2 separate regions of the Zea mays genome follow, and region 1 is linked to region 2. Evidence: chromatin contacts called from public Hi-C data. All regions are on one chromosome and are shown on one strand. The core of a region is the stretch at or near the end of the contact, and the rest is flanking DNA. Distances in the headings are between cores, read along the strand shown.

Evidence for each region. Hi-C and Micro-C count contacts between places; a contact is called where the count stands out from the background.
Region 1: a Hi-C map of ear shows a contact between it and region 2, with 3 times the contacts expected there. The contact joins the promoter of LOC732743 here to the promoter of LOC103638522 in region 2. A contact is called at or near these places in 4 of 25 Hi-C or Micro-C datasets (ear, leaf and tassel).

The regions. Positions count from the first base shown.
Region 1 is chr9:66,106,125-66,113,076 of Zm-B73-REFERENCE-NAM-5.0, reverse strand. It overlaps LOC732743 (spermine synthase1), which reads right to left and starts at 2,437. Exons shown (of 12, transcript NM_001112372.2): 1 at 2,399-2,437; 2 at 1,258-1,475; 3 at 1,063-1,107; 4 at 702-778; 5 at 493-615; 6 at 227-331; 7 at 66-138. The coding sequence starts at 1,444.
Region 2 is chr9:65,342,902-65,349,840 of Zm-B73-REFERENCE-NAM-5.0, reverse strand. LOC103638522 (DEAD-box ATP-dependent RNA helicase 31) reads left to right here and starts at 1,975. Exons shown (of 11, transcript XR_558851.3): 1 at 1,975-3,441.

The DNA.
Region 1 (6,952 bases), core at 1,188-3,687, 760 kb before region 2:
GTGGCATATCCTACAGCCTGTCACAGTCATATAAAGTACCACCAGGTACCAGCTTTTGAACATACCATCACCAACATGAAGTCGGACACGAGGATCTTTGAATCCAATGGATAAGTTTGGAAAGAATTCTTTGGAAACCTGCATAGTTTGGAGAGAAAAGTCATAAAAAATATATTCACACTATTATACATTGAATTTTGAGCATAGGTAGAGTGATCATTCTTACATCAATAACTAGTTGATCAATCTCACATATATCAATAGTTTCCACTGAATCATGTCTGGCTATTTCGCGCAGTACACCACCATCACCACCTCCAACAACCAAAACCTGCATCAGTCAGTAGGCTTATATCATAAGGCTAACTGCCCATAAAGTTACTACTCATTAGAAGACGTAAGGTGGGGAGAACATCCTTCAATTCAATTTGTTCGGTAGCAAAGTAGCAGCCATTTCACTGTTATCAGAAAAGAAAAGGTCAAGAAACATACATTCTTCGGTGCAGGAATTGAGCACAGTGGAAGGTGAGTAACCATTTCCTGGTATGCGCATTCATCCTTGTCAGTCAACTGAACTATACCATCAAGCACAAGAACATTTCCATAGGTTGAAGACTGCGAACAGAAATGAAAGTGCTACTTAGTACAATGATTGACGAGTTCGGGTTTTCACGTGCAGATTTCGCAGATAAAAAAATAACCTCAAAAACTAAAATTTCTTGGTAAGGCGATTTCCCTTGAAACAAGATCTTCTCCACTTTCAATGAATGGGCCTCTCCTGTAAATAATAAAAGATGTTGATCAAACTCCTGATTCCTGAATATGTAGGACCATTAAAGCCTTTTAGGGGGAAAATAGTTTTGACATACACAAGTACACCAATATTGAAAGTCTTCACTAGTCAGTTTTGCATATCAAATCTTTTGAAGTTATCAAATTGACAAAATTAGCTAGGTAAGTGTGACCAAGTTTTATATCATCATACAATGTGAACCTGAAGATGTTGGAAGAAAAAAAACATGGCAAATTTCTATTATTGTTTTTCAGAAACAAGAGAAATACCAGGCCACATCGGGTTATTGAAGTACTGCACTTTGCTTGTTTTACCTGCACATACATCAATTTGATACTATATATATATATATATATCAGAACTGCTGAAAGAACATATATTTCCCGTATGTATTGATTGTTGCCGGACACAAACAAATGATGGTCACATAGCCCATTAGCTACCAGTCTGGATCCTGAACGTACCAAAACGCGATCTGGGTTCCGTGAACCACCCTGAAACCACAGTATCATGGCAGTTGGCCTCGGTTTCAGGCACCCGCGCCTTGGCCTTGACGCAGCAAGGAGGGAGCGGTTTGCGGGCGGCATCATCCGCACCTCCCTTTGTCAGTGCCGCTGCTGCAGAACCGTTTCTTGCGTCTCCAACCTCCATGAGTCCTATTGCTCTTTGAAGGTCCCAGTCTCTGGCTCAACAACAAGTCAGGCAACAGAAGAATTTCAGACACAGAAAACAAGCAGGGGCGTCAGTTATCAGGGATGCTTCGTGTCGAAGCAAAAGCAAGCGAATCGTATGCATACTGAGCGTCATTATCAGTGCTGCTTCGCACGGAATCGAAATGAAGGATTCAAAGCCATCTGGATAGGCACAGAAAGCAGCATGTCTACGCGTGACAGGTTGCTACACCTACACCAGACGAATAGAATAGAATAAAGTAGGAGGAGCACCACCAAACTGAAAAAAAAGGCACGTGGACGAGAACAGAATATTTTATATAATTAAGTAATTGCAAGAAAAAAAAGAAGGGGAAAAGGAAACCGTGCAATCAGCAACTATACGTCGGAATTTGGAAAGCACCCAACAAGAATCAGATAAGAAAGGCAGGGCTACAACAACAACAAGTACCCTCGATCAGCAACGGATGCAGCAATCGGAGGCACGCAAACCTCCGTCGCAGACCTCGCGGTGAATCGAACAGGGGAAGAACCCACGACGCGAGCAAAGACTGTTTCTTGTACGCAGCAGAAAAAGAAGAGAAGGCAGCAGCGAAACTTTTCCAGCAATTCCTTTGCAGATATAGGACGCGAATAGGTCCTCTTTTTTTTTATTGCCGCAGCTCCACCGACACCCGACGGTAATCAAACAGTTTTAGATAATATTTTGGCGTTTTGAGAGAGCGAAGTGGCGAGCCGCAGCTGCGACCGCGATTAGCAAACCCAGCGACGCAAAACGGAAACCAGAACGGCGTCCCCCCACCCGAAAAGTTGGGCGACAAAACAACGGACAATTCCAAGGCACGAGGATGAGAAACAAGCAAAAGAACGTGGGCGTGGTCGCTTTGCCACGCAGCCGAGACTTCGGGAGCTTCCAGATCCTTGTCTCGCTTACCTTGGATCGATCGGCGAGGACGAGAGCGATGGCGCACCGGAATGGAGGTAGTGGGTGATGACTGATGAGCGTGTGGGGAGGCCCTTAAATAGGTGGCAGCAGGAATCTTTTCACCGTGCCATACCTGCTAGCCGTTCTTCATTTTATCATCTTTTATTTTATATATAATTATTTTTGCCACCATTCGTGGCGTTGGAGATGCTGCTGCAGTGGCTACGGGCTACCTGTCACAGATCACCGTGTTGTCAGCGCACCAACGACTGTTTATACTGGTAGCTGAACATGCCCTGTATATGTAACTAGGTGTGTGCCCGTGCGTTGCCACGTGAGTTAAAAATTAGTATAAAACACAAAAACATCACCATGGCAAAATGCTTACTATCCAGTTATTCCCACAGTGCAAGGCTGCAAGCTGCAAAATCTAATCCACTGGCTCTAGACTAAGGGCCATAATTTTAATTTAGAATGTCGAGATTTTCTAAAAATACAAACAGTAGAATTAGAATGTTGTAATTAGTATTAATCAGTCCCCTTCTTTAGGCCTTACTCATGTGAGAACCTCCGACACTGAATCTATCCTATTTGTTTTCAATTATACATGATATATTCTAGACAAACTATCTATGTGTCCGGACCATGACTAATGACTTGCAGCAGTTGCACCAAGTTCATGCTTTGTGTTCTCAAAGATTAGTGCAAAATACGTTCTCCTTACCTGAACAATAAGTATCAAGAGAAGCTTCTTATAAGTGAGGTAATCTCTACTTATGCACATGAGGTAATCTAAATTATATCATGTGAATTTTCCTAAAAAATTAGCCCTGCCTTTGTATGAAACCACTAATATTGCAAGAAGCAATCTAAATTAAATACAATAATTGTTATATGTGCATTGGATGTGAAGCAGCTGACTATAACTTGTGTCATAAAAAATGTAATTTGAAACTTGATAGTAACAGCTCACTAAAAAAGGTGTAATACGAGAGGCACTTGATGGATTGTATTTGAAGTAACAGGTAACCCACAATAATTAGTATTGAACAATGCATTAATAGCAATATTAATTAATATTGAACAATGCATTAATAGCAATATGTGTGAGAATAACCTACCTTCATCATCTGAGAACCTAGTTTCTCCTCACGACAAATCGACAGACACCAACCTCAAAGGGAGATAGATATATGATGCTATCTTCTTTAGCCAACCACAAGCACCTCTCTAGTTCAAAGCTAGGAAGCAATATCAAATCAAAGTCTTCAAATTTATCGACCCGTTCAAGAATCTCGTGTCCTAGAGCTACCAAAAGCTAGTCATCTATAAGTTCAGTGTTTGCTATCTGTCAGTACCCAAAAACACAAGAAAAAAAGACATGGCGAGTTATCAAAGGATGAACATGTTTTGTGGGTCTAGCAGCGAACCAATCTTCCCAGTTCCAAAATCATTGCTAAACGCAAACATGAAGGAAAAATATCAGACTTCCACTTTGTTGTCTTACAATGATCCTAGTTCTATGCCTATTCGCCAACCCTACCAGGTACCTAGCGCAAAGTCATCTTCCGCATATGTCATCTGCTTTTTTGAGTATGACACAAAGTCATCTTCGACATATGTCATCTACTTTTTTGAGTATGCGGATAATCCTTTGTCCAGAAGCTCTTTTCCAGAACTAAGTCTTTCTCTTACAACTGGTTTGGCTAATGAATCTGTTTCAACAGGCAAAGCAGCTTGTGCAGGCAGTCTTACAAATGCAGATGGCAGGAAGGCTGCTAGCTTTATCGAACCAACAAGACCAACTTATGTAGATAATGTTTCATAGCCACCTGCAAAGCCAATAAGCAACAAAATAGCTTATGCAGCAAATAATGTTTCACAACAACCTGCAAAGAGACAACTTGTTACAAATAGACATGATTTTATTTCTATGGGCCCAAACATTGTGAACCAACCATTCACCTGGTTGGCCACTTAGTGATGCAGTCAGTCCTTAAGTACTTGATTTTAGTAAAAATGGCAAGAGATGTTGTTCAAACGCTAAGGAATTAAAGCAACAATCCAAGGGTCAGTTCCAGTCCAGCTCTGCCTACTGAAACATGGTCTAGGCCCAGGGGTGGTTGCATGGGCTAATACCATGTTGAAGCCAGGTCAAAACCTGAATGATCATTCCCAATTGCTATACTCCACCAATTTTTCAGTTGACAGTGGTATCAATTCAATTGTATTATAGTGAAAAGCAAGAAAATATTAAGGTGTCCTTGTTGAAGATAGCTCTGGAGTTTTTCAGTATTCAAACAGTCAGGCACATGAAACTTGTAAGAGATCTGCATTTCTAAGCATGTCATATCTAAAAAAAGCTCGAGAGTTCAACTATACAAATTGTTACTACTTGAGTGTTTTGTGGGCATTCAATTTCTAAGGCTTACTTGATGGACAGGTTGTAGAGGTTGTGCCCTACTTCTCGGAAAGATGGTTGGTCGATGCCTCCACCTGAAAGCACATCAGAAACAAGTAGAACCCCGCACAATCAACGTCCCAAAAATCACATAGAGCAGTGTGAGAATCTTAGAAAGAGGAATCACCCCATGTCAGTAAAAATATTGTGGAGCTTTGGATAACATTGAAAAACAATAAAGGCACTGATTCCTAATACCATTCGAGGCATAGGCACTAAAGAAAGACCAAGCCTTTAGGGTCAAATTAATGAAATGGAAAAACCTTTCCAACAATTGCTGGTCCAATGATATTATTTACATTGTTCATAGCCTAACAAAACACAATACGACTTATTAGTCTAGTATGAAAAGAGAAAATGCCCATAAAAACATAATGGTTGTAACCACTAAAGCATGTTAGCTGTGGATTCAAAATCTAAGCCAAAAACTACACCACACAAAAGGTGGAGGATACAGATGTTGGTTTCTATTATATAAAGTTAACCATAATCGTTGAGAAGAAGAGCCACTTATCCTAGCCTATCCCTAATCATACTACCAAAATATGAAATAGGCACAAGCCCTATTGACGTTGGCCTAAAGGGCCGAATCGAGTGAGCCTAAAATATGTGTAACATTGTTCATTCAAAATATTTTATTCATATTCATTTTCTAGCACCACAGACTATAGTAAATTTAATTATATGAAGGAACCGCTACAACATTACCTTAACATTAAGCTCAATATGGCGTGAAAATGTGAGTGCAGTTTGTAGTAACCACCTTCATAGATGATATGCCTTTCTAGTGCTTCTTTTGCTGCAAATGAAGTTTGAATGTCTACAAAAAGCATAAAAAACTTGAGATACATGAGTCACATGCCATGCATGGACAATTAAATTTTGTGTCCTAACAAGTTGGTTTTTACCTAGATACTGGATCAATGCTTAAAAGTCATTCTTCTAAAAAGTAGCAATCTTTTGTACAAATCCAAAAGTTGAAAAGACCTAACAGTTACAAGAAACAAAAAAGTTGGTGAAAACCACATCTATTAACTATCAACATTGTTTACTTTTAACAGATTACCTCATGAAGCACATCTATTGTAACAACATATTGCATATTCTCAATAGATGCAAGTAGTATATTGCTCTCTGCTTTCTGCTTTTTCTCATCCTAGTCATAATATTGTGGACACAATAATTATATAGAATGCTGACAAGGGCAGTTCCTCACCTAAAAAGTCATTGTAATATAGATATGATCTTTTACTAAAAGGCAAAGAAAAAGATAATGCCTATGAAAAGTTATGACCTGTAAATAGAAGAGCAAAAAGATACGCATGTGTATATGACTTTCCAGTATTGCGATACCCGTGAGCATTTAACATGACATGGTTTACCTTATAAGCACTATTCGCCTAAAGAGAATAATGTCTTCATTTCGCTTAATTTGCTCCATAAGTTTCTGTAGTCTCTCTTCAAACTCTCCTCGATATTTAGTTGCAGCAACAAGGAGCCCCAAGTCAAGAGTAATAACCTAACGAGAAAAAAAGAATGAATATTGATTACTTCTTGAAACAACTAAAGGATGTATAAACACCTGATTATAATTTGAAAAGGAGGTTTATTTTCCTTTTGCTAACAATTGACATTATAAATCAATACAGATCCAAGCAATCCTACTAATGGCTGGCAAAGTAAATTCACAAAACAATCTGATTATCCCCAAGTTTGGGCTTCAATGGAAACATGAATAAAATAGAAGAAAGAGCTATGTTGTTCCAGTTTTGGGGCATCAAGCATTTTGTTAAAGCATGGTTGAACAACATACTACACATGATCTGTGGGGACACTAACCATTATATTTGATGACCCAGATGAAATGGATGCTTTCAAAATATTGAGCCTGGCACATAGAAAATAATTACCCACTCTTGCAAAAATAGAAAATGAAATTTACATCGATCAAAGCACTGTAGTCAGATATAAGTCTTCAACGCCTAGTATAGTTCACCACAAATAAACTCAACATAGGATGAATTCGACATAGGGGAAAAGTTGCAGCTAATAAAGGTGTCAGGAATTGTACATCTGGTTTTATTACTACAAATACTCTTATT
Region 2 (6,939 bases), core at 726-3,225:
TACATACACATACCTTATTTGCATCAGTAAGGCCACTTGGGTTTTGTCGAAGCATAGTCGTCATGTATCCAGCAAAGGTAGAACATTGAGTTTTGATACTATCCCACCTGCTCATCAGAGATTTCGTAGACCTCTCTGCATTGATCCTCTTCGAGAGTTGTATGCCTCTGCAATCCAATTCCAAAAACCTTGACGCTTATGACCAGTGTTATCTACGGGGTCACAACTGACAGCCAACCAAGCTTGACAAACCCTCATATCCTCCTCAGACGTGAAATTTGCTAGCTTTGTGCGTTGAGGACCCTTCTTCACTAGAGGTGCAGCTGGTGACCCATGTGCTGGTATATCAGGTTGAGGAGGAGCAAAACCAGTGTTCTGAAACTGAGTGCCATCTTCCTCGTATAGGAAACTGCCATATTGTGCTATTACTTGGTTCCAGTCGGTACCCATGCTGTAGATTTAAGGTTGGCACATCAAATAATAAGTCATGAAAATGAAAAAGTGTAGTACATTGAGCCAACCATTTCAAAGAAATAGAAACCATGACACATTAAATAGGACAACCACAATAATGGCACAAGTGTTGAATACTACATATATTGCAAAGTTCATAACATTTAACATAGCAGGTCAACGTCAACAGCACATCAACGATACCAGGAACTTGTGACACACAACCTAGGTGTTTTGTTCACATACAAAAGAGTACTACGACTTCTAGAAACCTAAAACATATTTCGTTGCACCGAGCACTTTATTTAGGTGCATGGTAATCTAGTAGGGATATGTGTCGTCGGTAGAGTAGTCACGTCCGTCGTCGTAGCCGACGATATCATCAGTGTTCAACTCTGAATCATAGTCAATCAAAAGCTCATCCTCTATTTATGATGATTCAACAATTTCTGAACGGTCCATGTGCTCCATCTCCCAGTCTTTTTTCAGTACAAGGTGATCAAGGTCCTTCGCGAGGTCCTCGATCTGAACTAAAGCACAATTCATTTCATTGATGACTGGTGTGCTAACTGGTTGGAAGGCACCGTGGACGACATCGATGATGTCAGCACAACGCTGCTCCACTACTCTGATTAAATGAGCGAGTGCTCTTTGGAGCTTTGCGTTCTCCGAATCCATGGTCTACATAAAAGATATGGTTCTGTTAAAATACTGAGTTGAAAATTTCATGTATACCGTCGGGTAGTTGGTAAAATGATGGTAAATAGGCTCAGAACCAGCAAGTATTCGCAATAGGCAGTTGAAATTTTGATTAACATTACTCAACATAAACCAAGGGGTCAACGAATCCTAGAACCATCGATTCATTGTTCCCTTTAACCCTAAACCCTAGATCTGGACGATTTGCAGCATATGAAGTACGAGAACCCTAAAACCAAAATGGATCTGCAATCAGAAGCCAAGCTTTGTACCTTGTTCTCTTCGGATCTGGAGCAGCCGAGCGAATGGAAGACGATGACGATAGCGGCGAGGAGCTGCGCTTGCGTTTCTCCGCACCAACCTTCTTCGTCGCCGTCAACCTTCTCAGCCTCTTCGCGATGGCAGTTCGACGTCGACCAACACCGACGCTTGCACCCAAATCTTGGATCTTTCTCTCCTCGCCGGCCACCTCCTTGCTTCTAGCCACCGAGAGCGATCCGCCGCCGGACCCGCCCGCGCACGGCCTCTTCGAGCCCAGCTTGGCCGCCTCCTCCGATGACCCGCGCCGCAAGCCCCCTCGTTGAGTGGGATCGAAGTCGCCAGCGACGGGAGAACAGAGCGTCCAGATTTTTCACCACCGCGGGAGCCCGAATCCTCGCCCGGATACCGGACGCTCGGAAGTCTCTACATCTAGAGTGCGTGCGGCGTCCTCTAAATTTTAAAGTATCGTTTAGAGTGTATTGCTGGATGCGTAGAATACCAGTGCAAACTCTACATGAGTACAGAACGTTTCACAGGACGCCGCCTAAACCCCCGGCCGGGATGGCGGGATCCCAATTCTTGGGTATATGGCTGCATACATTTGTTTTTCCCGATTCCACTTTCTCATCCTTAAACCCTAAACCGTCTGCCGGCCGCCATGCGGCGCCACCACCACCTCTTCGTTATCCTCCGCCGCGCGGTCGCCTCCTCTGCCTCCCAGCGCGCGCAGCCCCTTCCCTTGCTCCACTCCGTTGCGCTCCGAAATGGCGCAGCTGGTTCCTTCTCCCCGTGCTTCTTCTCCTCCCGCGCCCGTTCCTCGGTCGGCGCCGCGAAGAGCCTTGTGGAAGACGAGGCGGAGCTCAGCGACTGGATTAGCGACCTCAAAACTGACTCGTTCCACCTCGGTCTCAGCAGCGGAGACGAAGGCGATGCGCCGTCCACCCGCAGGTCCTCGGTCGGCTCATCCAGGGGCGGCCGAGGTGGGTCGGACTCCAGGGGTTCGTTCCCGAGGTCAAGTACGGCCGGCGGTGAGTTCAGTGGAGACAGACGCGGCGGCTTCGAGCAGAGGGGGAGGATGATTAGTAGTGGACTGGATGATGCTGATTCCGGCTTTGGTTCCTCCAGGGGAAGGCGGGGACGGGGTGAGAGGACGTCGGGGTTCGTGAGAAGAGGAGGGAGGGGGAATGGATTTGATGAGGAGGCCACATTTAGGTCTCCTAGGGAGCAGCGAAGCCAGCGAGGGAGGGCTTCAGGTGTGGCGAGAAGGGGAGGGAGGTACAGTGACTTTGACCAAGATGATGGTGACACTGGATTTGGGTCTTCAAGGGGAAGACACGGTGCCAGTGGTCAACTGTCTGTATCCTCACACAGAAGAGGAAGGGTGAGTGATTTAGATGACGATGAGGATAGTGATGATGATTTGGTTGGGTTTGGGGATCTTGATGGAAAGCAGCATCATGGTCGCAGGAAAGGGGGAAGGGAAAACACAGTTGGGCTGGGCCGAGGTCGGGGCAGGAGGGATTTGGGTCTGTCACGAAAGGGAGGGAGTTACAATGATTTTGGTGATTATGATGACGGAAGGAGAAGGACGTCCGATCTTTTGCAGAGAACAGGGAGAGGAAGCGATTTAGATGACGATGAAGATGATGATGCTGGTCCAGTTGGGTTTGATGGTTACAGTGTAAGGCAGCAAGGTGGCAGGAGAGGCAAAATGGCGAAGAGTGTTGGACCACATCGGGGTGGGAGGGGCAGCGATACGGACTTTGGTCACCGACAGCCAAGGGGTCTGAAAAAAATTGACTTTGGCTTGTCAGAGGATGATGATGAGGCGGGGGAAGTTGATGAGGAAGATGAGCCATCGGGGTTCGAAGATGATCTTTTTGAAGACGAGGGTGATAAGGAGGATGTGGGACATATAATAGGTAATAAGTCTGGCTCATCTATGTTACCCGAAGATGAGCCAGCTAAAAATGAAAGTGTACAGGGCAGAAGTGCTGGGGGTGGTGATTCTTATCTGAGCCAGAAGAGGTAGCTCTTAACTCTTAGTGATGCGAAGAGTATTTATGGTTCTCTTAGGTAGATAGATAACTTGTTCTTTTCTTGATGGCAATTATTGATATGCATCAATTGAAAACAGGAGAAAAAATGGTGGTTCATATAATCATCTTTTCTTAATTGCCAAGTGTACTTCATGATTACTTCCAATTATCTGTAATCTACTTGTGATTTGTGAACTTGTATGATGTTTGACTCATTGTCTGCATTAATAACATGGCAGCTATCACTAGTACTTTATTGTTCGAACCTTCTACTTCTGCTTCCAACTTGGCTGCAACATCTCCTATCCTTTTGTGTTGTTTGGTGGGTTTCTGATTAGTGTAACAGATTCTGGTTCACCTGATGTGGAAGTGTTATGAGAAACCTATGTATTTCCAGTCAGCCAAAGCCAGTGAATCTGAAGACATTAAGGCTGTGGAGAATCTGTGAGAGTTTTGAGGATTATTCAGGAGTCCTATGACTTAGTTTAACTGTCATCTCAGTTATGGTTTGCATCTAGCGGCACTGGAGCTGCTATTTGAAATTCACAAACAATGCATATTTTGAATTCATAGTAACTCCCATAGGTAAGGGATCGAACCTGTTAAAGATAGAGCAGTGGAGGAAAGATACAGAGATATATTGCTTTGTTTATATTCCTCACCGAGACTGTAGGTTAAATTGTTTAATGATTTTGGCATTTAGGCTATTATTGTGAACACACCCTTGGTTTCTTTGAACTTCTTAGCACAGTTTTGTGATAATTGGTCTTTGTAACATAATTTGGAGGACTTGGCAAACTGTTGCTAAAATTTTCCTGATTGATCAATGTTGGAGCTGCGGTTTCTAAGAAGGTATGAGTGGTGAGAAGGGCGAGGCTCTGGACCACGACGTTTGGGCGTCGTTGTCCTAGGGTTAGGGCTGCTGGCTGGAAGGGGCGTGGTACTGGTCACGGGATGAACAATATCCACGGTGAACAGTAGACACAGGAAAAGGGGGAAGCCGAGCAAGATGATTTGCTTGCTTAATGTTTCATTGATTGAAGGGGTACATTTATAGGGCTGAGATAGCAGCCTTCCTTATCTAATATCTTAACAAACCAAATCCTTATCTATCTAAACAAACTCCTTATCCATATCCATCTAAACAAACTAACTGATACTTATCCATCTAAACAAACTAACTGATTTTATTAGAGCTGCTAGGCTGTCGGTCATAACATCTCTCCCGGCCTCCAAAAACAGCTCGTCCTCGAGCTGGAAGGCAGGATTACGGGGGTGGGGGATCTTCCGCCTCAGCCACCCTGTTGTCGTCGGCGGTCACCTCAAGGTAGAAGAGGCGTTGGCAGTGATGGTGTCAAGGGCGTAGTGATCAAGGTTAGGCGGCCCTCGACTACGGAGTTCGTAGTCTCCTGCCGTGTCTTCCAGGACCGAAGGTTATGCCCCTTACGACGGCTGGGCTTGAGAGGAGATAGAGAGAGAGATGGATAATTGTTTTCTTCCTTTCTCAAGTGCTGATTACATCTATATATAGCCCACGGCTGAAACAGAAAAGGGTAATCCCCTCCTAAATAATAGGCTAGATAACTTCTAACAGAAAGGAGTAATCCCTTCCTAAATAATAGGCTAGATATCTTTTATTGCCTTAATCCTAGCGGCTAATTGGTTTGGGCAGCCGCCTCCTGTGCTGCATGCTCGGCTGCCCTGCGTATGTCGCGGGCGCGACGTCACCTGGAGTAGGGGATGCCGTACATGACATCTCTCCCCCCCTCGACCACCAGCTCGTCCTCGAGCTGGAACGCTGGGTACTTGGCGGAGAAGGCGTCGAGGTCTTCCCATGTGGAGGATGCTGCGGGTTCTCCCTTCCAGCGGATGAGCACCTGTCGAACCCCGCGAGCGACGCGAGTGCGCACAGCACGTTCCGGCTCAGGGTTGATGGCTCCATGATGAACAACGAGTAACGTTGGTGGTGTCGCGGGAGGCTTGCCCACCCATTTCTTGAGGAGACCGACATGGAACACATCATGAAGCTTGGCGCGTGGAGGCAACTCGAGACGTACTGCCACCTCATTGATGAGCTCGGTGACGCGGTACGGCCCAAAGAAGCGGGGCTGAAGCTTGCTCTTCGGCGCCTGAGAAATGGAAGCCACCGGCCGCTGACGGAGTCGGAGGAGCACCCAGTCCCCAACGGCATAGGAGACGTGGCGGTGAGCTTTGTCGTAGTAGCGCTTCTGGATCGCCTGGGCCTGCTCTAGGCGGTGACGGACGTCGGCCAAGAATTCTTCACGTTCGGCCATTGTTTGGGCCACAGCAGCCACGCGCGTGTCCCCTGCTTCATATGATCTGATGGTGGGCGGGTCGCGGCCGTATACCACCCGAAATGGTGTCTCCTGTAGAGAAGACTGGTACGCGGTGTTGTATGTATATTCTGCCCAAGGCAGCCACCGCAACTAGTCCCGCGGCTGGTCGCCGGAGAAACAACGTAGGTACATGGCGATGACGCGGTTGGCAGCCTCTGACTGTCCATCGGACTGCGGATGGAATGCCGTGGTCATATGTAGCTTGGCGCCCATGAGCCGCATCAGCTCCCTCCAGAACGTGGAGGTGAACACCGGATCGCGATCGGAAACCATGGATTGCGGCATCCCGTGGAGGCGTACAATGTCGGTGAAGAACGCCTGTGCCACAGACTCAGAAGAGTACGAGTGAGCTAAAGGGATGAAATGGCAGTACTTGCTGAAGCGATCCACCACCGTTAGGATGACGGATTTTCCTTTGACCCGGGGCAGAGCCTCGATGAAGTCCAGCCCGATGTCAGTCCACACTCCAGTCGGCACGGGTAGTGGAAGAAGAAGACCAGCCGGTTGCAGATGCTCCGTCTTGAAGCGTTGGCACGTAGGGCAGGCGCGGACGAAGTCCTGGACGACGCGACGCATGTCGGGGAAGTGGAAGTCGCGTCGGAGTCGGTGGAGAGTGCGCTGCATGCCCTCATGTCCATCCCCGTGCACCGCGGCCACGATCTCCAGGAGGAGTGGCGAGGTGGGAGGGATGTACAGCTGGCCATCATAGGTGACCAGCCCGTCGACGAGGCCCCATGGGGCTGTACGGGTACCCGCGGCCAGCTCATCCCGGATGGCGACGAGGGCAGGGTCGAGAGCGTGTGCCTGGCGTAGCCGTTCGATGTAGTCGAAACGCGGGGCCGAGATGGTGAGCACTACGCCGTCAGGTGTGTCCCGGCGGGACAACGCGTCCGCGACGGTGTTCTGGGCGCCCGGCTTGTATTCCACCTCGAAGTCGAAACCGAGAAGTTTCCCGACCCAATGATGTTGCGGAATTGTCGCGAGGCGTTGGTCGAGGAGGAACTTCAAGCTGTAGTGGTCTGTCCGGACCGTGAAGCGCCGTCCCCACAGGTATGGGCGCCAGTGGCGTATGGCGTGCACGAGCCCGATGAGTTCTCGCTCATATGCAGCGAGGGAGCGATGGCGTGGCG